Regions from separate parts of the Mus musculus genome. Here all the other regions are linked to region 4. The links are chromatin contacts, called in public Hi-C and HiChIP or PLAC-seq maps. All regions are on one chromosome and are shown on one strand. The core of a region is the stretch at or near the end of the contact, and the rest is flanking DNA. Distances in the headings are between cores, read along the strand shown.

Region 1 (2,923 bases), core at 31-2,530, 240 kb after region 4:
TTGTGCCAGGGAAGGGTTGAACTCCCAAAACACAGACATAAGCCGATCACAGCAGGGTCTTTATTCTATTCGAGCTAGCTCAGGCCCCTCCAATGCACCATTGTCACTCAGGAAGGTTTTGGTGGTGGAGGAGCCTTGAATATCTATCGGGGCAAGGCTTAATAGTAAGCAGCAAGGGGGTGGAGTGTGCAAGCATCTAATTGGAAAGCTGCTGTAGCCTTTAACACAATTGGCTGGTGTTGGGAACTATATTATAAACCTAATTTCTGCTTCCCTCTGCATTGGTGATCATTGAGCAGGGAGTGGGCTTGTAACCTGGGGTTGTAGGTTTGTTGGGAGAATAACCTGGAGACGCTGGTCTTGTGGGGATCAGCCTAGAGACTGGAGCTAGGCTCGGGTTTTGTTGGTGGCAGCTTGGAAACTAATGCTAGGTACCAGCCTGTCAGTTGACCTGAGTTGAAACTTAGGTCAGGTTCTCTAAAATGGAGTCTAAACTTAAAAGATTTGGCCTCTCAGGACTACAGACTGTAAGTCATTCCAATAAATCCTCTTAATATATAGAGACATCCCATTGTTTTGTGGCTTTAGAGAATCCTGACTAATTCGCATGCCCAGTTGCTGTAATGCTACATCCTCAAAAGGTAAGGGACTGTGGCGATTTGAATGAGGATGACCCCTAAGCTCATGTCCTTGCTCTCACATTTGGTGGAAATGTTTGGGAAGGGTTAGTAGTCTAGCTATGGTGGCCATTCTTGGTTTTCATTTGACTACATCTGTAATTAACTAAAACCCAAGCTGTTTGGCACATCTCTAAGGCAATTTTCTTGATTAGAACATTTGAGGTGGGAAGAGCCACCTCTAATCTGAGCCACGCTTTCTTGTCTTTTTTTTTTTTTTTTTTTTTTTTAATTCAACCCAGAACCCAAACCTAGTAATGGCGCCACCTACAGTAAGGATTAGGACTGATCATTCCACTTCAGTTGATTTATCCAGATTATCGCTCACAGGTGTACCTTGCCTCCTGAATGACAATATTAATTTTCATGTCCCTTAAATCCCTCTACCACTCAAACACCTTTCATGGCTCCCTGTGGCTCACATGAGGCATGTAACCTGGATGTTTGGTGAGGCTCAGACAAGGTGACAAGAAAATTTTATTCCTGGAAAGGCACAGGTGGGTGGATGGATAGGAGAGTCCCACGCCAGCTCAGAGATCACTGCGCGCCTGCGCTGAGCGGCTCCACTTTCAGCCACAGCCCGCCTTCTGCGCGCAGGATCAGCTCCGGCTTCCTGCGGGGCTCCTTGTCATCCGGCAGAACGCGGAAGCGCAGCAGAGTCAGCGCCAGAGCTACTTTCATCTCGCTCATGGCGAAAGTCTGTCCTATGCAGTTCCTGCAGGAGGGCGGGGTGGGAACTCTGACTGTGCCCAAGACCCTACCCAGGACCAACACAGCACTAGAACCTGGCCCGAGTCTGAGGTTTCTGGGACCACGCAAGGACGTAGACATCCTCAGAGCCAAGCCTTGATCAATAGCCGAAAAGGCCAGGGCGGGATTCTGAGCACAGAGGACTCTTCACCTTCCCCTCCCTGGTTCCCAAACCTTTGCACAATTCTGTGCAGGGAGGTAGGGAGGAAACGCTAACCTCCAAAAAACCCCAACTCCCCCGTCCTCACAGTCAGCCCGAGGCCCCTGCCCCTCAGTCCTAGCCTCACCTGGGCCCAGCCGAGAAGGGAATAAAAGCCAGGGGTGACCTGCCCTTGACGTTGTCGGCATCAAAGCGGAAGGGGTCATAGACCTGCAGGGGACATGGAATCATGGCGGGTGAGAACCAATTGCCAGCGTAGCCAAGAGCAGAGTCCTCAGTGTGCATGGAAGGTCAGAGTTGATTTATCTACCTCCTGGGATGCAATGAGGAGTAGTCGTAAACCCTGGATTCCATCCCAGCACCAGCATAAAACTGATGGCTGCAAACCTGTCAGCAGCAGGAGGCAGGAGGATCAAGGGTTCTGGGTCAACTCCTGTGTAAGGACTTCCAGGCTAGCCTGGGATACCTGACACCCTGCTTCATAAAACCCATGACTGGGGCTGGGGAGGTAGCTAAGTTGAAAGAGCAATTACCTAGCAGGCACAAAGCCCTGGATCCCATCCCAGGCACCACATAAACCAGGCGTGGTTCTGCACACCTCTCATCCCAACACTGAGGGGGTGGAAGCAGGAGGATCAGAAGTTTATGGTTATCCTTGGCTACAGGTTAAGTTGAAGCCAGCCTGAGCTACATGAGACCTTAGCCAACAAACAAACAAAAAGACCGTCCTCTTGAGAATCCCAGCCTATAACAAAGAATTAAGAGGGACAGCACCTCCGGGTCTGGCCACACAGCTGGATTGTGATGTGTCCCGAAAATACTTATTCGGCTTATGACACCTGTGGGGGAAATGAAGCAATGAAGAACTGCTGCAACCTGGATCCACTGTCTGCCCAGAACCTTCCCTCCTCCCTGATGTTTCGGGCACCTTTAGGGATGACCCGACCATCTGGGAGCACAATGTCCTGAGTGCAGCATCGGGAGATTGCAGTGACGGGAGGATGCAGCCGTAGGCTCTCCTTAATGCACATGGTGAGGAATGGCAGCTGGGCCAGGTCGTCCCTGAGGGGGGGGGGAATAGTTAACCAGATCAAAAATGAGAGAACTTCAACTCCTCTGTGACCCAGTGAAACCTCCCTGTTTTAAGTGCTAAGATGGATGAAGTACATGAGAATTGGAAAAACACAGGCTGACCAAATGGTTCAGAGAGGAAAATCAGCTGTCAGTAAGTCTGAAAATGAGTTCAATCTCCAAGAGAGACATTAATTAATTAATTAATTAATTAATTAATTAATGTAATTTAAAAACAAAAACAGAAACAGAATTCCCAACAATG
Region 2 (2,739 bases), core at 72-2,571, 200 kb after region 4:
TCATTATCACACTTGATCGCCTGAGGAGACTCAGTACCTGAAACTAAAGCCAGGGGTGAAGCTCAGGAAGGAGGTCTCATCTGCAGGACAGGGTTGGGGGAAAGGGCCAAGCATAGCTTTAAAGACTGTGCCTGGTGGTATCTCTGCAGTCTCTACTCCTCAGGGAGACTGCTGCCCTTCAGATGTTCTTAGAACAAGCCCCAGACCTTAGGAGCATGGAGACCACTGACTCCATGATGGAGTTGACATTTGGTCTGTAAAACTCAGCACATAGACAGCACCACCTGCCAATCAAAGCCTATAGTTCTGGGAAAGTCTCTAAATGTACAAACCTTGGTTTTTTGGCTTCTATAGTTTTGCTTCTGGCTCACTGATCTTGCTAACTGAAGCATGTTGACCTGGAATATGGTTTTTGTGTTTAAGAGCTCACCCTGAGAAAGGCCCTCAGTACTACAATAGGATCCTTAACATCCAGTGTAGTTGCCAACCAGTTAATAAAGACATTCTATTGGCTTAAACCATGTCCAAGCAATCTTCTCTGGCTAATATCCCACAACATTCTGATTAAAGAGCAATTCTGCTTCTGTAGTTGCCTATCTACTTTCTAATTATTTCCAAGTCACCTCTACCAGTCCCAATTGAACAGGGAACCTTATCAGTAATGCTACACAAAAGGAACACAGGATATCTGAAATACATCACAGACCAAGCACATAGTGGCCTTAGAAATGATATCCACAGCCCTGGGTTGTGGGGGTGGGGTGGGGTTACAGAAGGGGTTGGGGGTGAGGGACTTACTCGCTTCTCTGGACACAACCCGGACCTTGTCAAGTCTGACCCTGGCCTTGTCCTTTCATCTGGCCTTAGATTAAGAAAGCTTTACATTGGCTAGCCCCACAACAACTTTTATAGTAGCCGGCCTTGAACTCCAAATCCTCTTCCCTCCATCTCCCCAGTGCTGGGATGGCAGGTTGTGTGTGTCATCACACCCAATTTTCCGCGAATAAATCTGGCTTTTCTTGTGTCCTTTTTGGAAACAAGGTCTCCTGCAGCCCAGGTTAACCTCTCACTAAACAGTCTAGGATTAGCCCGCAACTCTAACTCACTCGTTCACCTTCAGCCAGGCGCACAAGCCCAGTCAGACCTGAGCCTGCTGTGGGGTGCCTCTGCGAACCCCAGACCTGAACATCAGTTTCCGGACTATGTTGAAGGCGATAGGTCGCTGGTCCTGTCTATCAGGGACTCTAAAGCCAATCGGAATCGCTCATAGCAGAGCCGTCCAATCAGCAGCGGGAAGCCTCTCGGAGGCCGGGCGCCGCCATTTTCGGCGCTGTCCTTGGCGGCTTAGCAATGCGCAAGGTACGCGGCAGTGACACCCGCCACAGCGCAGCTCAGGCAAGACGAGAGTGCACCATGGTGAGTGCATCTCAGAGACGCGGGTGGGAGCGGAGGGCAGAGGAGTGGCGGGCTCTGCGCAGTCGGAAGCTCGGGACTTGCCGAGAGTTTGCAAACCGACTCTGGTGCCCTTTTCCAGAGCCCGCAGCCGAACCGCAATGTAAAAGGGGATCATGTATGCTTGTGTTCAGGGGTAAAATGGAAAGGACTATGTAGGGTCCCCACGGAGTTAATTTGCTCTTTGGGCTGGTTTTGTGGGGTGTTTTTTTTTTTTGTTTGTTTGTTTTGTTTTTTCGAGACAGGGTTTCTCTGTGTAGCCCTGGCTGTCCTGGAACTCACTTTGTAGACCAGGCTGGCCTCGAACTCAGAAATCCGCCTGCCTCTGCCTCCCAAGTGCTGGGATTAAAGGCGTGCGCCACCACGCCCGGCTTGTGTTCTTTTTGATGTTTTAAATTTACACTTATTTATCGAGGTGCCCATGGGGCAGTAATCTGAGTCTGGTCTCTCCTTCCACCTTGTGGAACCTGGAGAACGCCAGTCTAAGGCTTGGCAGCAAGCGCCTTTTCAGCTGAACCATCCCACTAGCCCCTTCTTTCTTTTTCCTTTACTACTTTTTATAAAATTGCATTTCCTATGTGAATATTCCCAACCCTGTATAGCCACCAGCAGCCGCGGAGAACTGGGTTCCTGAAAAGAAAGCTGGGGCTGGATGCGAAGGACAGACGAGAGAGGAATGAAACAAAGACAGAGTTTCTGAGCAAGGCCCAGTGTTTAATTCTTGAGTCTGGTTTTTAAAGGGAGGAAACCCATCCCCCACTTTGCCAGGATCTCATCAGGAAAACAGGCTCAGCTGGTAGTGGCTTCTTGCAGGAAGCTGCAGCTGCAGCTTCACCTAGGTCAGAAGACCCTACCCCAGTTGGGCTAGCCAGCAGTGGCAAACAAGGTCTGCTTTAGCCTGCTCAAGGCTGGGGGAAGGGCACAAACCTGGTGGGACCATGTGTTTCTAGGATTCGAGAAAAGCAACATATATATGAGCTTTTGTCCCCCAACAACAACAAAAAAAAATCACATCTTCTTGGAAAAATTTACCTTCAGTTACTGTAGGTTTCTCCTTTTCCTGGTACACCACAAACAGAAGAGGTGGGGGTAAGAGGCCCACTGTAACCCCCAACTGACCAGTACTACTTCATAACTTGTGTCTGGACCCTGTAACAGCTGTCTTGCTTGTGGACAGAAACAAGGACCCAGTCCCACAACAGAAGTGACACTTTGAGAGCAATCGAAGAATAAATAATACAGAGCATATTAGCAGAAAAAACACAGCTCAACAAGGAAGACAGGCAT
Region 3 (2,792 bases), core at 254-2,753, 130 kb after region 4:
CATACCTTTAGTCCCAGAAAACTGAGGCAAGCAGATCTCTGAGTTCAAGGCCAGCCTGGAACAAAGCAAGTTCCAAATCTAGGCATGGTAGTACACACGTTTAATCTGGGCCATACCTCCTGCTGGAGTCCTACAAAAAGAAATTGAAAGAAGGCTCTTTGCCCGCTTACACTTACTTGCCATCTGTTGCAACCTACTTCTTCAGGATCCCAGCCTATACAGAAGACCAGCTGACACAGCCAGCCTCGTGAGACTGAGCAACTAATAGAGCCTTGGACTTCCCATTCCCAGCTGCCCATTGTTGGGTTAGTTAGACTACCAACTGTAAGACATTACAATAAATTCCCTTAAAATATAGAGACAATCCATAAGTTCTGTGAGTCTAGAGAACCCTAATATAGGAAGCCACATTTCTTATATTATACTTAGGAGTATTTTGCCTGCATATATGTCTGTGTACCACATACCTGCCTTCTCTAGCAGAGGTAAGAAGGTAGATGTTAAGAGCTCCTGGAACCGGGCTTGATACATTCTGTGTGAGCTGGGAAATGAATCCAGGCTCTCTGGAAGATCAGCCAGTGCTCTTAATCGCTGAACCATCTCTCCAGGCCCATTACACCTTTCGTAATGCTACTGTTTAATTTATACTAAAAATCGTTTTAAACTTTAGTCTTGCTTCATACTGATTCAGCCTAAAAATTTTCTGCAGCAACGTGTGTGTGTGTGTGTGTGTGTGTGTGTGTGTGTGTGTGTGTGTGTCCTGGCTTTGCCTGAATGGAGGTCTCGAGCAGGTGGTAGACACTTTCTGCTTCTCCGGAAAATACATTTGTTCTCTGAGGTAAAGGGCTGTCTCTGTGAGACACTCTGTGAGACATTTCTCCAGAAATCGGCAACCAGAAAGATCTATAGAGGACAGGTAGAAACGGATTCTCTCTCAGGAAAGCCAGGAGATTTCTGCTTTAATGGAATTTATCTACCAATCTGGGCTGGTCTTCAACAAGAAAAGAAACCTAGCTAGAAAGGGTTATGGTTGGAATATGTCGTTTTGGTTCTCCTCAGTCCGGTAGGGACTCGCTTATTCTGTTCCTCACTAGCTGAACACTCATCAAAAGGCAGAAAGCGGTATGAACTGTCCAATGAAGACAGTCGGAGAGCAGAGCGGAAGTTCCTCTTCCACCATCCTTTTTCCGTGAGCCAGGATTGTCGCAGGATTGCATTGTCGTGGCAGCTGAGGTAGTAGGGGTCGCCAACCCCGGGAGCCTTGGTGAAGGCCTTGGGTGGACCGAGAGCTGTCAGAACCTGGGGACCGGCGGGCGTAGCGGAAGTCCCTCCCCTGCCCTCTCATTTTCGGGTGCTGTCACACCCGCAGAGCTGTACGAGCTCAAGAGAACCTCCCTAGCCATGTGACACTTTAGCAGGAACAGTTTTGAGAGCCGCAAGGATGCGCGGGACAGCGCGTGCGTCTGCTGACCCTTCAGAAGCTCCTGCGGACAAGGCGGAAGTGCCTCTGCCGCCCGCTCCCTTCCGGCGCGGTGCTGTCCGGTCAGCTGAGAACCCGAGGTGACTGATCGATCCTCCGTGGCCCGGAGACGGGCGAGCCCAGGAACCGCCGCGGGGCCGCTGGAGGCCCTGGGAGCAGACATGGTGAGCCCTGGGTGAGCGAGGCGGATAGGCAGGCCTGCTGGGAAGCCCTCGACCCCCTGCTCCTAGGGTGGCGGGACCCCGGCGTCTTCTTCACCTTCGCCTCTGCAGGTCTGCACCTGGGACTCCTGAGTGCGCGGTGCAGAGAGCCGAGGGGCTCCAGGCTCTGGGCCAGGGATCCACTACTACTCACGTTCCTGAGAACCTCTGATGGTCTTTAGAAACAACATCAAAAATCCATGAATTTGCTTTCCCCACCCCATCCCAGTACTTCTTAGGCCTAAACGTCCCTAAATGTTTAGATATTTACCGTTTGACAAACTCATTAAAACTACACAAGTAGTTGGGGCGAGAGAAATAACAAATGTTTTGTCCTAGAAATGATGTGGGCATTGATCTAAAGTGGAATGAAGGGCAAATTCTATTTCAAAGGAGAATTGCAATAGAGGGGAAGCCCCAAATATAAGATGTGCTAGCATCTCCGGGGTACTGGAAAAAAAGGAGAGAAACTTAAGGAAACATTGCTTGGTAAGGATTTTGTTTTTACTGATGAGGTTATTGTTTTGAAGCAAAAGTGGGCCTTTAGTTAGTTGAGTTAGTTAGAGATGGCCTGTAGTCGGTGCTATGTATCAAAGGGGAAATGGAAAGAAGGAAAATAAGGTATGTGGAGATCCCCAAGTGAAATGTCTTGTCCACTAAGAGTTCCTCTACTCAGTTTCTGTAGTAATATATTTTATGAGCTGTGCCTATGTACTAAGATGGTCTCTAAGCTTATGGACAGTTTGGCCTGTCTTTGGGTTCCTTTGTGAACTGTGAGGGAATCAGGCTTCCTGGTTTTCTAATGTATGCGCTTAAAGCTATAGACTCCTTTCATATAGGACTCTGTTTTTATGTGTTCCTGAAGGTTTTGTTGTTTTTTTCATTTTGATATTGTTCCAGGAATTTTGGTTTCTTTCTTTATTTCCTCTTTAGCCCATTCATCATTCAGTACTAAGTTGTTTAATTTCTGTGAGTTTGCATGCTTACTAGAGACTTGTTTGCAGTTATTTTTAAGTTCCATTGCACAGTGGACAGGTAAGACCCATAAGTTATTTCAGCCTTTCAGAATTTGTTAAGCTTTGTTTTATGTCCCAAGATATGATCTGTTTTTG
Region 4 (2,831 bases), core at 77-2,576:
ATTATGAGCAAGAAACCTTATCAATATCCTTCCGGTTTGGGATGGAGCTTGCTGACCTAGCTCTGTTAGTTTTCCCCGTTAGCCTTATGCCCCAGGGACTAGACAGAACCTATCAACAGACCTTTCTGGACTTTCCCATGGGAGACAGTCCCTGTTAGGTACTGGGTGGGCAGCAGTGTAACCCCTGGCCACCAGTTTCCAGGCAGCCTGTTGGCAAACAAACCAGGGCTCCTGCGCCTGCAGTTGACAGGCACACTGGAGTCACCTCCCAGAACGCAAGCTCTAGGAGGGGTAGTTTTCACTGAACCTGGCTGTGGGCAAGTTTCTGTGGTATTGGGCATGGACCCAAGGGTGCATGTCTGAAGGCTCATGTGTATAAATGTGTGGCAGAGCTTGCATGAGGGCATGTTTGTATGATCTTGTGTGCACAGGGCAAGTGTGTTTGTGTGTGTACTCACGAGCATGTGCATTTGTGGGTCCACAAGTAGTGTGCAGTCAGGTCTCATTTGGCAGATGTTTTTCAATGTACATCATTAGTCTTTGTTGTCATTTTGCAAATATCATGCAGCAGACTAAGTATCTACACCATCACTAGTTGATGTCATCTGCATGACCCCCTGTTGATTCTATAGGCCATCTTTGATTGAAGGCCAACAGGCAGTGAATAACTGGCATGTAGGTGTGTTAAGGCATGTAGGTGTAGACTGATTAAGGCATAGAATTTCAGTTTGAGTCCCTGTGTTTCTCACACAAAATGTTCTTGAACTCTGGTGTCACCACCTGGAACTTTCTATGATTGAGTTTCAGAGTGGCCTGAACTGCCAGGCAAGTATGGCTGTGAACCCCATCCCAACCCCTTACTGTTCCTACAGACTCCCAACCCTGTCCTTGCTGAATGAAGCAGGGTCTGTCTAGTTGTTGTCCAGGCTGGCCTAGAACTAGGGATCCTCTTGTCTCAGCCTCGCAAGTACTGCTATGCATTACCAAGCCTATTTCTTACTTTTTGATCAGTGGGATTTGTTCGACTTTCCATTTTGTTAGTGTGTAAGTGTTAGTGTTCTGTGGAGCTCACAGGACACATTGTGGGAGTAGGTGCTCTGCTTCAAGCAGAGGTGATCCTAAAAATTCACTTCTTTTCAGACTCGGTGGGCACTGTCACCTGCAGTGTTGTCCTCCCTCTGTGGTCCAGGCCATCCTCAATATAAAAGTGTGAACCTGTCACAGGAAGTTTGTGTGGCATTGTAGGTTGTGGTATAAGCCTGCTACTATGACCAAGATCAGAAGCACATGGGTCTCCTGACCCTCTGTATCTTGTCACCCAGAAGCAGCCAGCAGCCAGCAGTCAACAGTCAGCAGCCAGCAGCCAGCAGCCAGCAGTCAGCTAGCTTCCTGTGTGGCTAGCTGGGTTTTAGAGAATGGAATACACACCCTGAGTACTTCCACTTTATTGAAATTGTGTAAAATTCATGATTGAAAGCAGACAGTTCCTCAGTAGTTCAGTGTTGTGCAACCCTCACAGCTGTCCATTCCAGAACTTGTCCATAGCCCTAGAATACCCATCACTCCAACCCCTGGCAGCCTCTGTTCTGCTTCCTGCCTCAGTGGACTGGCTTGTTCTGGACATTGCTTGTCAGTGGGGGTACACACACACACACACACACACACACACACACACACACACTGTCTGTGCTGGGATATTTCTTTGTTTTTGTCATGCAGACCAGGCTGGCCAAAACTCCCTATGTAACCAAGGATGTCCTTGCATTCCTGATCCTCCTGCTTCCACTGCCCCAGTGCTGGGGTGGCAGGTGCAACCACCTTCAGACTACATTTTGGGGGATGGAACCCAGGACTCCACATGCTGGGTAGTCACCCTGCCAGCTGAGCAATAGCCACATCATGTTTCCTAACTTCACCCATGTGCTGTGGACTAGTGCAGCATTCCTACTGTACCTGAGGGCTGTTCCCCCTGTGGTTGGACTATATTTTATTTATCCATTCATCATTAGTGTGTTTCTGCCTTTAAATGCAAGCCACACTGCATACAGTCCCATCCTGGGATTTGAGTTCCTGAGCTTTGGGGTGTAGAAGAGCAGAATTGTCAGGTCTGTGTGTAGTGTTTGGGGGCCAGTGTTTTTCCAGTTTTGTGGTTCCATCTAAGTATCAGAGGGTGGTACCTTTTGGTACCTGTGCTATGTTGAAGTTGTCCATCCTCTAGCTATGGCTGCTGTGGTGGTTTCTAGCTCAGGGATCTTAGAAACACAGTGCTGGGGATGTTCACCTGCCTCCTCTTTGTTTCTCTAGAGAGATTCATGGAGGGTGGGAATGACTGGTATCTGCTGGATTAAAATGATTAACATTTAAACCAGCTTCCAGGGGCCAGTGAGATGGCTCAGCAAGTAGAGGTGCTTACTGCTAAACCCAGTGATCTGAGTTCAATCCCCAAAATCCACATGGTGGAATCCTGCAAATTGTCCTCTGATACGCACTTGTGCATCCTGACACAGGTGCAAACACAAAATATGGAAAGAAACAAATGTCCCAAGGCCTGTGGTGTACAACTGGGACCCTAGCACTCAGGAGGCAGAGGCAGGACCTAGACCACAGGACCTTGGCTGGTCAGGCCACAGTGTGAGACTGTCTGAAACTACAACAACAACTAAACCAGAACATGGCCCTCCAGAAGTAGAGGCAGGCCTGTGGATTGAGCCAGCCTGATTCACATAATGGGTTCCAGGGTACCCAGGTCTTCATAGTGAGATCTGTCTGAAAAGACAGGCCCAAAACAGCAACGGAGGTCACAGGACTTTTGAGAGATGAGTTTCCTTGCC

Evidence for each region. Hi-C and Micro-C count contacts between places; a contact is called where the count stands out from the background. HiChIP or PLAC-seq counts read pairs in DNA pulled down with a chosen protein or histone mark.
Region 1: a contact with region 4 is called in a Hi-C map of bone marrow-derived macrophages, with 22 read pairs. The contact joins two enhancer-like sites. A contact is called at or near these places in 3 of 15 datasets of contacts at CTCF or cohesin (large pre-B cells, pro-B cells and stem cell-derived epiblast-like cells), 7 of 484 Hi-C or Micro-C datasets (the Ba/F3 cell line, Sertoli cells, bone marrow-derived macrophages and 4 more) and 5 of 115 datasets of contacts at active chromatin or transcription factors (embryonic stem cells and stem cell-derived neural progenitor cells).
Region 2: an H3K4me3 HiChIP or PLAC-seq map of bone marrow-derived macrophages shows a contact between it and region 4, with 3 times the contacts expected there. The contact joins the promoter of Zfp961 here to the enhancer-like site in region 4. A contact is called at or near these places in 1 of 15 datasets of contacts at CTCF or cohesin (pro-B cells) and 8 of 115 datasets of contacts at active chromatin or transcription factors (the 230-238 cell line, bone marrow-derived macrophages, embryonic stem cells and 3 more).
Region 3: an H3K4me3 HiChIP or PLAC-seq map of bone marrow-derived macrophages shows a contact between it and region 4, with 6 times the contacts expected there. The contact joins the promoter of Zfp709 here to the enhancer-like site in region 4. A contact is called at or near these places in 2 of 15 datasets of contacts at CTCF or cohesin (large pre-B cells and pro-B cells), 1 of 484 Hi-C or Micro-C datasets (nephron progenitors), 4 of 115 datasets of contacts at active chromatin or transcription factors (bone marrow-derived macrophages, embryonic stem cells, forebrain and 1 more) and 1 of 9 other capture datasets (pancreatic islet).

What each region holds. Positions count from the first base shown.
Region 1 is chr8:71,987,346-71,990,268 of GRCm38.p6, forward strand. It overlaps Cyp4f18 (cytochrome P450, family 4, subfamily f, polypeptide 18), which reads right to left. Exons shown (of 13, transcript NM_024444.2): 10 at 2,516-2,649; 11 at 2,362-2,426; 12 at 1,715-1,797; 13 at 1,137-1,392. The coding sequence ends at 1,215. Among named protein-coding and RNA genes, the nearest start is that of Gm51535, 16 kb to the right of the region's middle. Within about 2 kb of position 1,281, at least 152 of the 459 cell types and tissues checked have an H3K27ac peak or open chromatin away from gene starts, as enhancers often do. A contact at or near this core is called in bone marrow-derived macrophages, where this site is marked.
Region 2 is chr8:71,949,745-71,952,483 of GRCm38.p6, forward strand. It overlaps Zfp961 (zinc finger protein 961), which reads left to right and starts at 1,322. Exons shown (of 4, transcript NM_001164581.1): 1 at 1,322-1,416. The coding sequence starts at 1,351.
Region 3 is chr8:71,880,565-71,883,356 of GRCm38.p6, forward strand. Zfp709 (zinc finger protein 709) reads left to right here and starts at 1,504. Exons shown (of 4, transcript NM_145624.4): 1 at 1,504-1,644. The coding sequence starts at 1,642.
Region 4 is chr8:71,745,870-71,748,700 of GRCm38.p6, forward strand. No RefSeq gene overlaps it. Among named protein-coding and RNA genes, the nearest start is that of Gm35572, 8.9 kb to the right of the region's middle. Within about 2 kb of position 1,327, at least 27 of the 459 cell types and tissues checked have an H3K27ac peak or open chromatin away from gene starts, as enhancers often do. A contact at or near this core is called in bone marrow-derived macrophages, where this site is marked.